Regions from separate parts of the Bombyx mori genome. Here region 2 is linked to region 1. The links are chromatin contacts, called in public Hi-C maps. All regions are on one chromosome and are shown on one strand. The core of a region is the stretch at or near the end of the contact, and the rest is flanking DNA. Distances in the headings are between cores, read along the strand shown.

The links. A called contact is a pair of places that touch in the nucleus more often than the background predicts.
Region 2: a Hi-C map of posterior silk gland shows a contact between it and region 1, with 2.3 times the contacts expected there. The contact joins the promoter of LOC101742366 here to the promoter of LOC101741644 in region 1. A contact is called at or near these places in 3 of 7 Hi-C or Micro-C datasets (middle silk gland, posterior silk gland and whole pupa).

Annotation. Positions count from the first base shown.
Region 1 is chr7:5,950,429-5,955,032 of ASM3026992v2, forward strand. It overlaps LOC101741644 (HEAT repeat-containing protein 5B), which reads right to left and starts at 3,330. Exons shown (of 39, transcript XM_038012176.2): 1 at 3,088-3,330; 2 at 2,413-2,543; 3 at 1,912-2,123; 4 at 981-1,128; 5 at 500-717. The coding sequence starts at 2,538.
Region 2 is chr7:6,537,773-6,542,347 of ASM3026992v2, forward strand. It overlaps LOC101742366 (RNA exonuclease 1 homolog), which reads right to left and starts at 1,656. Exons shown (of 1, transcript XM_012694891.4): 1 at 1-1,656. The coding sequence starts at 1,565.

The DNA.
Region 1 (4,604 bases), core at 2,080-4,579:
GTATATTGAATGTTATGTGTCATGCTTCATTATTTACTAACTCTAAATTTAAAATTTATCCATTATAAACATTTATAATTTAAATCGACGCTTGAAAGGCAAACGTGACTAAGCGACAATAACTGCTTTGTACATAAATGATAGGCAATAACCATATTCGATGCGCAAAAAAATATATATTTCTAGGTTTATTAAAATCATTTCAATCCCACAGCTAGATTCGTTAAAATATAATTTTTTTCAGGTATTTCAACTTTAAATTAGTCTACTGTAATGTTCACGCATTGTCGCTTAGTCACGTTTGCCTTTCAAGCGTCGATATGTATCTTTAGCACTTGAAGAAACCAATGAAATAAAACATAGTGGCAATATTTTACTTTTCATTTGATATTTCATAACCTCTCATTTTATTTTTGTTAAGGTAGTTGGATAAACATAATAAAAAGTGACATATAAAAATATCCGGTCACTATAAACCTGGTGTTAAAAAGCATTTTACCTTAAAATATAATCACTGGGATTGGCGGCACGGAGACAAGCAGCAGCTATAGCATCAAGATCTGCTGGTGTCAGTCTCATTAGTGGCAACAAGTTAGTCAGGGTGTGTGCTGCCGCAGCTCTCACTGCTGCAGACCGATCTGACATCAATGCTGTACGAGCAGCACGAGATACTTCTCTCACTGCCGCTGGAGCAGCAGATCCTATCCCAACACAGATCTGGAAATCCAAATTTTTCAGATGGCTACGGGTAATGAATAAAATTAAATCACATGTATAAAAATGCGAAGGTTCACACTTTTGCAATAGCTTATTAATACCACAAACATATGAAACTATAAAGATTGGAAATGCGAAAAATTCTTTAATGGAGAGTAGTTCTGATGAAGGACCAAGCTCAAAGAAAACACCTAATAAAAAAAACTTGACAAATCGTCTTTTGTAAGCTAAGCAGAAAAAAGTTGATCCTTTAATTATTTTACCTTTTCCAGTGTATTCATGATTTCAAGCCTGGTTTGCGATTCTGCACTCTTTAAGGACCTGACCAGAGTAGTAACAGTTTCTTCATGTGATCTTCCCATCATTCTACCTAGCTTCTCATACATACTACCAAGGCAGCATATTGCAGCCCTGTGTAAAGAATTGTTTTTAGTAAATATTACGTTTTTTATTCAATGTATTATCTTTTTTTGTATTTTCATTTTCAGTTTCAGTAGAGTGATATACTTTTTTTCATACAAACTGCACTAACAACTGATCACATTTATTTAACAATGTGATATGAAACCAGACCCTTCAAACTAAACTGAATGCCTGCTTCATGTTATACCAGTAATAGCCTGTACTGGTAGCACTGACAATTTTTCTTACGAAAAATAGTAATTAATATATATTTTTAATGCCCTCGTAAGCAGACGAGCTTACAGCCCACCTAATGTTGAATGGTTATCATCTCCCATGGACTTCAGCAGTACCAGGGGCAGAGCCAAGCCGCTGCTTACAAAATTATATAATATTCTGATTTAATCTATACTACACAGTGATATTTCTCAAGTTTTTTTTTATTGCTTAGATGGGTGGACGAGCTTATAGCCCACCTGGTGTTAAGTGGTTACTGGAGCCCATAGGCATCTACACAGTAAATGCGCCATCCACCTTGAGACATAAGTTCTAAAATCTCAGTATAGTTACAACGGCTTCCCCACCCTTCAAACCAAAACGCATTACTGCTTAGCGGCAGATATAGGCATACAGTGTTACCTACCCATGTGAACTCACAAGAGGTCCTACCACCAGTAAAAAGTTAAAGTTAAAGTCACTTGTGTATGTAGTCAGCTATATTTTCTTAGAAAAATATAGACATATAGACAGCATCAAACTGCATACATGTAGCACTTAAACAACTATACGTACAATCTAGTCGGCATGTATGAAGGCGAGTCATCCTTCACTTTGATGATGTCATTGCACTTATTTACTGTATCAAATAAAAGGAAGGTATCCCCGACAGAGAAGAGTATGGCTAAATTCCGGGCAAGCAGTTTTCTAGCAGGTGCACCAAGGGATTCACGTAGAAGATTAACTAATTGGGCAACAAGTTTTTGTTGGCAAGCTTTAATATCATTCTGAAACAAAAATAACAATTAAACTCAACATGCTATTTTACTTGTTAGTATTCTTCAAAACTTAATTTTGATGTTGATTTATTTATTGCATAGGTGTTTATAGTATATTAATTACATTAAAATAATTATGGGAAATTTTAGATTGTTTAATAGATTTGGTATAATGTTAATTGTATTTTTTCTCTTTTAATAATAATAAATTAATTTGTTGACCCACACACAGTATAATAAAGTTATAAATATGCAATCATAGTGTAAATTTAAAAAAACCATGATTTTAATTTTGTACCTTGTGTGCTGCAACCAACACCTTGTCAAGGAACCGTAGCCATTCAAATATGAAATGTGGCTTTTTATCATCTGGCAGCTGCTGCAATGCTGTTTCGTTTAGAGTCAAGGAATGGGACACTTCCATTTTTTCTGAAAATTTTATTTTTTATTGCACATATGTTTTGAGTTTATTGTACACAATTCAATCAGAGCAGAATGATATGTAGAACTCTGAGTTTGTATAATAAATACTAGTAAAACCATGAGTTCAATAGCGTTGTTAAGAGGTTACCGAATATGTTAAATACATTAGCTTTAAAAACATTGGTTTTAAAATTGGAAACCATTTCTACAATTCCCAATTCCTCTTCATTTTAATTTCGTAATAACATAGAAATGATTACTATTTAGGTAACTAAAATGGGACAATATATAATTAACTCTTTCATTATGACCTAAATTAATTTTAGATGTAATTACTTGACAGTAAGCATAGTTGCGGATACGTGTTCACAGAAATATGAGTTTGTTTATTTGTAAAATATACTTGACGAGTACACTATTATATTTCTGTTTTTACGATTTAGGAATCCTAATAGAAATATATTTATACTCCATTATTTTTTATCATATCCTTATTAAAAATCAGTCGAAGACATTTGTTTATTGCAAGATACAAAAATTTGAAACTCACCAATAGACAGATTTTAACAAGGTAAATTGAGTATGATTTTGTATAACTTTTACATAATAAGCCACAGTAAATAGTCACAGTTATTAACTACTGTGACTGCCGATTTTATAAGCACAAAACACTGGAAGGCACAGTAAAACCACGTAACTGAAATGAGGGTAACTCTAGTTCAAATTTAATCCAAATTAATCCGTATTCCAAAACAACACACCCCACATTCACAGACTAGTAAGTAAACTAACTAAATCAGTAACAAATTAACAATTATACTAATCTGTGAACTAAATTGTTTTTTTCACTCTTTTGATCGGCTCACCGAATTTGGCACCTCTTTTTTTTATTTTTTGTTATTTGTTCGTCGTTTGTTTGTTAATATTCGGTTGTAAAAATTGTTTGTTCGTCTTTTATTTATTTATAATTAATTATACAAATTATCAACCTTAAGTTGCCCCCTCGTACTAGATGTCTTTATTTTTATCACTTAGATTAACTAATTTTGATCAATTATCGTTTGTTCGACGACTACTGGTAATTGTTCGATCATAAGAACAATTAAATTCCCAATTATTAATGAGCGCACTTGTTAACAAAACGCTTGTAAATACGGCCATTGCCAGCTGACTGACAAAACTGGCGCATGCGCAATATAGGCGTGAGGTGATGGTTTGCTTAATAATAGATATAAAATAACTAATAAACGGGAATTTAATTGTTTTTATGATCGAACAATCACCAATAGTCATCGAACAAACGATAATTGATCAAAATTAATTAATGTAAGTGATAAAAATAAAGATATCTAGTAAAAGGGGCCAACTTAAGGGTGATCATTTGTTTAATTAATTATAAATAAATAAAAGACGAACAAACAATTTTTACAATCAAACATTAACGAAGAAACGGCAAGCAAATAATTAAAAATTAAAAAAATTGGAAAATAAAAAAGGGAGCCAAATTCAGTGAGCCCTTTTGATTGACTTTTTCAGTATCAAAGATATTTTTTTGGTATAATTTTTCCTTATTAAGAATGGCAAAGGGATCTAAGCCCATAGAGCCTTATCTGTTCTATATAATTTTTGAAATAACTTTTCAAAAAGCCGAAACTAGGTCTTATATGATTTATATTATATCCTGAAATAAAAATTTCATTAAGGCCGGAGCCAAGACCTTTATAATTTCTTCCTGAAATAAAAATTTAATTTTTTTTTTTCCTACCTATGCTGATAGCTTTGAGAGGCTATTTCAGCTTCGCCCTAACGTTTGTAGGTGAGCTCACGGGGCTCAAACCTGGCTACGATGCTAACACGAACCCTAGCAAGAGTCGTGCTTCGCAGAATCTACCACCGGATCCTAAACGCGACCCACTGAGAAGATCCGGCGAGAAACTCAGTGGGCTGTGTCTGAGAGTTAATTTACTCGTCGAGCCCTTCGTCGCCAGCGACGGGTTCGACGAGAACGGTGACCGGTGCTTGAAGTACCTAAAAGCACCGTTAGTGGATCGGGAGGATCCGAGATGA
Region 2 (4,575 bases), core at 406-2,905, 590 kb after region 1:
TCTACAGCACGTGATACTCTCTTCTTTGTGGGCACATATTCCTCATCTTGTGTTTCTTCTATAGTAGGTTCATTTTCCTCTGCAACTATCTTTCTGATTGGAACATATTCATCAAAAATCTTCTTGCATTCCATCGCTATAGTCTCTTCATCAGGCTCCATTTCACTAGTATCAGATTGGTGATCTACATCATCAATGTGAGGTGGATCTTTACTCTTACTTTTTTGTCTGTCTCTTGAACTTTTGTGTTTCTTTTTTCTATGTTCCTTTTCTTTGTATTTGTGATTATTTGAATCAGACTTGGATGATCTATGACTTGATTGTTTTGAACTTTTATCAGATGACTTGGATTCATATTTATTTTGCTTTTCTTTTTTCTTTTCATGTTTTTCACTTTTACTTTTATATTTGTCTTTATCACTTCCTTCCTTCTTACTTGATTTCCTATTAGGACTCTTTTGATCTTCTTTTTCTTTTAGGCTTTTTTCTTTCTTATGAGATTTATGTTTCCTTGTTTTATTTGTTTGGTTTTTCTCAGGGCTACATTTTTTACTCTTTGAGTCACCATTATGATTCTTGCTATCAGACTTCACTTTATCCTCTTTATTTACTTTAGTTTCCTTATTGCATTTACTACTATTATTATTTTTACTTATATTTTTATCAGCCTTGTTAAGTATTGTTTTACTGTCTTCCTTTTTGTTTTCTTCATGAAGTATTTGATCTAATATGTCAAACTCAGGGCCAAGATCATCAAGCCCATTAAGGTCACTTGATAATTTAATTTTCTTATTATCTGGTTCATCCTCATCACTTGAGAAACATGGAGCTAAGAACTTTGGTGTTGGTTGATATTTTACAGTAGGTTCATTTCTTGACGAAACTTTAGAAGGTTTATATTCGAGAACTTTATTTTTGCTCGAATTCCTGTCCGAAGGAATGTAATTTCGTTTGTTTGTAGTATTTAGGTCTAGTTCACAAGGCTGATATTCTTGCAGTTCTTTTTCAGAACCTGGATTATAGGTTTCTGTACTTGCAGATGATCCAGGAGGCACGTAACTATCACACTGTACATTCTCGTTACTCCCAGGAGTGTATGTTAATGGCGGAGGAATGTAAATGAATGGTTTAGATGTATCCTGCGACTCAGGTATCCTCAAACTTGCACTGACTGGTTTTCTTGGGGTATATGGTACGGGAATATGACGTTTTCTTTGTTCGCTATTTTCGTCGTTATTTTCTGTTTCTAAATGATTTATCTTTTTAAGTTCCGATATTGGTGTAGGGTTGTAGGTTGGTTTACTAATAGATACAAGATTGTCATCGAGATTATTGTTTACTGTCTGTACACTAATTGCGGACCCAGTGCTATCAGTTTGTTGTAGAACCTTTTGTACAGCTGCTGAAACAAGTTTTTGTAATATCGCACCGCTTTCAATTCCATCACTGGATGAATTTTGTAAATCTCTTTTTACATGACGAAAATGACAATAAGGTCTTTCACAAAGGCCATTGTCGTAAAAAGGACAATTAATGGCGTTAAAATATCCCGTTGAAGGCAACATTAATGTTAGTCCGACAGTATCAATCAAACACTTCTAAGATTTTGGGAACATTGGATGCATTCATACCTTACCTATGTCACATCTATAATTTTTTAAGGGATTTTATGACCTGGTAACTGAGACCTTTAAGTCAGTCTTATTTTAATATATATTCATATTTTTATGAAAAATGATATTAAGGAGTGAAACGAAATGAAGATGATTAATTTGAGACATTAATCAACTGGGATGAAATTAAATGAAATGAAATGAGATGATTTGGGATGAAATATAATCTCAGTAAAATGGTGGTCATTAACTAAGATTTTTTCAGTGGACTTTTTGGAGGATCCCGAGAAGTTACGTCCTGCGGCTTTGTTTCATTTTCCCACATTTGTGCACTTTCACAGATATTAAACAGCTAATAAACCACCATTATTACACATTTAAACCTGAAGAACCACTAAATAGACAAACTAAAACAAATCACACAACTTCACTCCTCGGGCTCCCGCCAAAAAGTCCAACATCTATGATTGGTTGGATGGAAGCACTCATTTATTATACATTTGAAACAGTCGGTTTTCATGTTTCTACATAGACGGCTCACTGAATTTGGCGCCCCTTTTTTTGATTTTCAGATTTTTTTATTTTTAATTATTTTTTCGTCGTTTGTTCGTTAATGTTTGTTTGTCTTTTATTTATTTATAGCGACCCGCCCTCGCTTCGCTTCGGAAACATTAAAACACACATGAAAGCAAAAAAAAAAAAAAAGTAGCCTATGTTCATCAGGGACAATGTCGGCTTCTAATGGAAAAAGAATTTTTCAAATCGGTCCAGTAGTTTCGGAGCCTATTCGAAACAAACAAATCTTTCCTCTTTTTTTTTTAAGGGATTTTATGACCTGGTAACTAAGACCTTTAAGTCATGTCTTATTTTAATTTATTTTCTTATTTTTATGAAAAATTATGAAATGAAATGAAGATAAGATGATATGGGATGAAATATAATCTCAGTAAAATGGTGGTCATCTACTGAGACTTTTTCATTGGACTTTATGGAGGATCCCGAGAAGTGACGTCCAGCGGCTTTGTTTCATTTTCCCACATTTGTGCACTTTTACAGATATTAAACAGTTAATAAACCACCGTTATTACACATTTAAACCTGAAAAAACACTAAATAGACGAAATAAAACAAAACGCACAACTTCACTCCTCGCGTTCCCGCCAAAAAGTCCAACATCTATGATTGGTTGGATGGAAGCACTCATTTATTATACATTTGAAACAGTCGGTTTTCATGTTTCTACATAGACGGCTCACTGAATTTGGCGCCCCGTTTTTTGATTTTCAGATTTTTTTATTTTTAATTATTTTTTCGTCGTTTGTTCGTTAATGTTTGTTTGTCTTTTATTTATTTATAGCGACCCGCCCTCGCTTCGCTTCGGAAACATTAAAACACACATGAAAGCAAAAAAAAGTAGCCTATGTTCATCAGGGACAATGTCGGCTTCTAATGGAAAAAGAATTTTTCAAATCGGTCCAGTAGTTTCGGAGCCTATTCGAAACAAACAAATCTTTCCTCTTTATAATATTATTAGTATAGATAATTACTTAAGCAAATGATCACCCTTAAGTTGGCCCTCTTTACTAGATATCTTTATTTTAATCGCTCAGATTAATAAATTTTAATCAATTATCGTTTGTTCGACGACTATTGGTGATTATTCGATCATAAAAACAATTAAATTCCCAATTATTAATTATTTTATATCTTATACACAAACCATCACCTCACGCCTACATTGCGCATGCGCCGGTTTTGTCAGTCAGGGCAATGATACCTACTTATGCAGCTGTGAATAGCACGTAATGTTTGAAATATCGATGCTTACTAATTAGCTAATAAACGCATACATATACCTCCACACTCCTAATTAATGGATAGATACAGAGACTGAAAGTCACATGTAACAAAGAATAGCCCTCTTTTGTTACCTGATGAATTCTATGAGTCAACTCCGATCTCAAGTCACGCTAAGGAACTACGTTGCAAAAAAATGTATGTGCCTAGTTTCTGACAACTTGATAGCTACGCCATGTCTTATTTTGATCTCTGGTACTATAATGATATTTATGAGCCCAGTTTTTTTGATCATAGACGTTTATGCCTGGCCGGTGGAAACGTATTAATTAATGTTTTACAAATTAAAAATTGTCGTTTTAGTTTTAGCTCTATGGCTCGCACTAGAATAGAAGGAGGTAGGATATGTAAAAAAATATAGAAATAAAGAGTCCCAATAGCCCTCCCTTTATTAGTCGTAGCTAGGCATGCAAAGTATGAATGGAATGAATGAAAGTACGAGATGAATAAATGCGAGAACAGGTATGATAAAGAGGCTCGGAATTTTTAAGACCCTTATGGGCAGGAGTATCAATTATAATTAAAATTAAAACAAAAAATGTAAATAAGAATCTCTGGCTTTGTTGTTTGCTAGAGGTACGAACCAAAAAATTATAATAATTAAAAAAATAATAGAAGGAGGTAAATCATAGATAATATTTTTGGAGTTTCACTTTGTTGGAGTTTGAGTATAAAAGTAATAGCCGGCAACACTTGACACATATAAGATTACAGATTTCAAATATTGGAATGCTCTTAAATGTTTAAATCAAACGATTGTCTTTTCGTCAGTGAAGACAAAGACAATTAAGTGTATAATCTATGGGCAAAGACTTCTCAATATATTAAGTGATCTTTTATTATTCTTTGATTAAATCTATGATCTAGACACGGACATCTAAGAGTTTTATAAAGATAAAATATTATAATGGTGTAACAGTGTTCAAAATATTTGCAATATAATTATAATGAAATAGTGTTTTCTAAATAGCCCCTCATCACCTACAGAACCCAGTCACCTCAAATTTAGCCGTCCAACACACTTGATAAAACACTACAATCCCATAGACCTTTCAGTGTACAATGGTACAATCCCTATCCTCGTATGTAAGTCTATAATCTATGG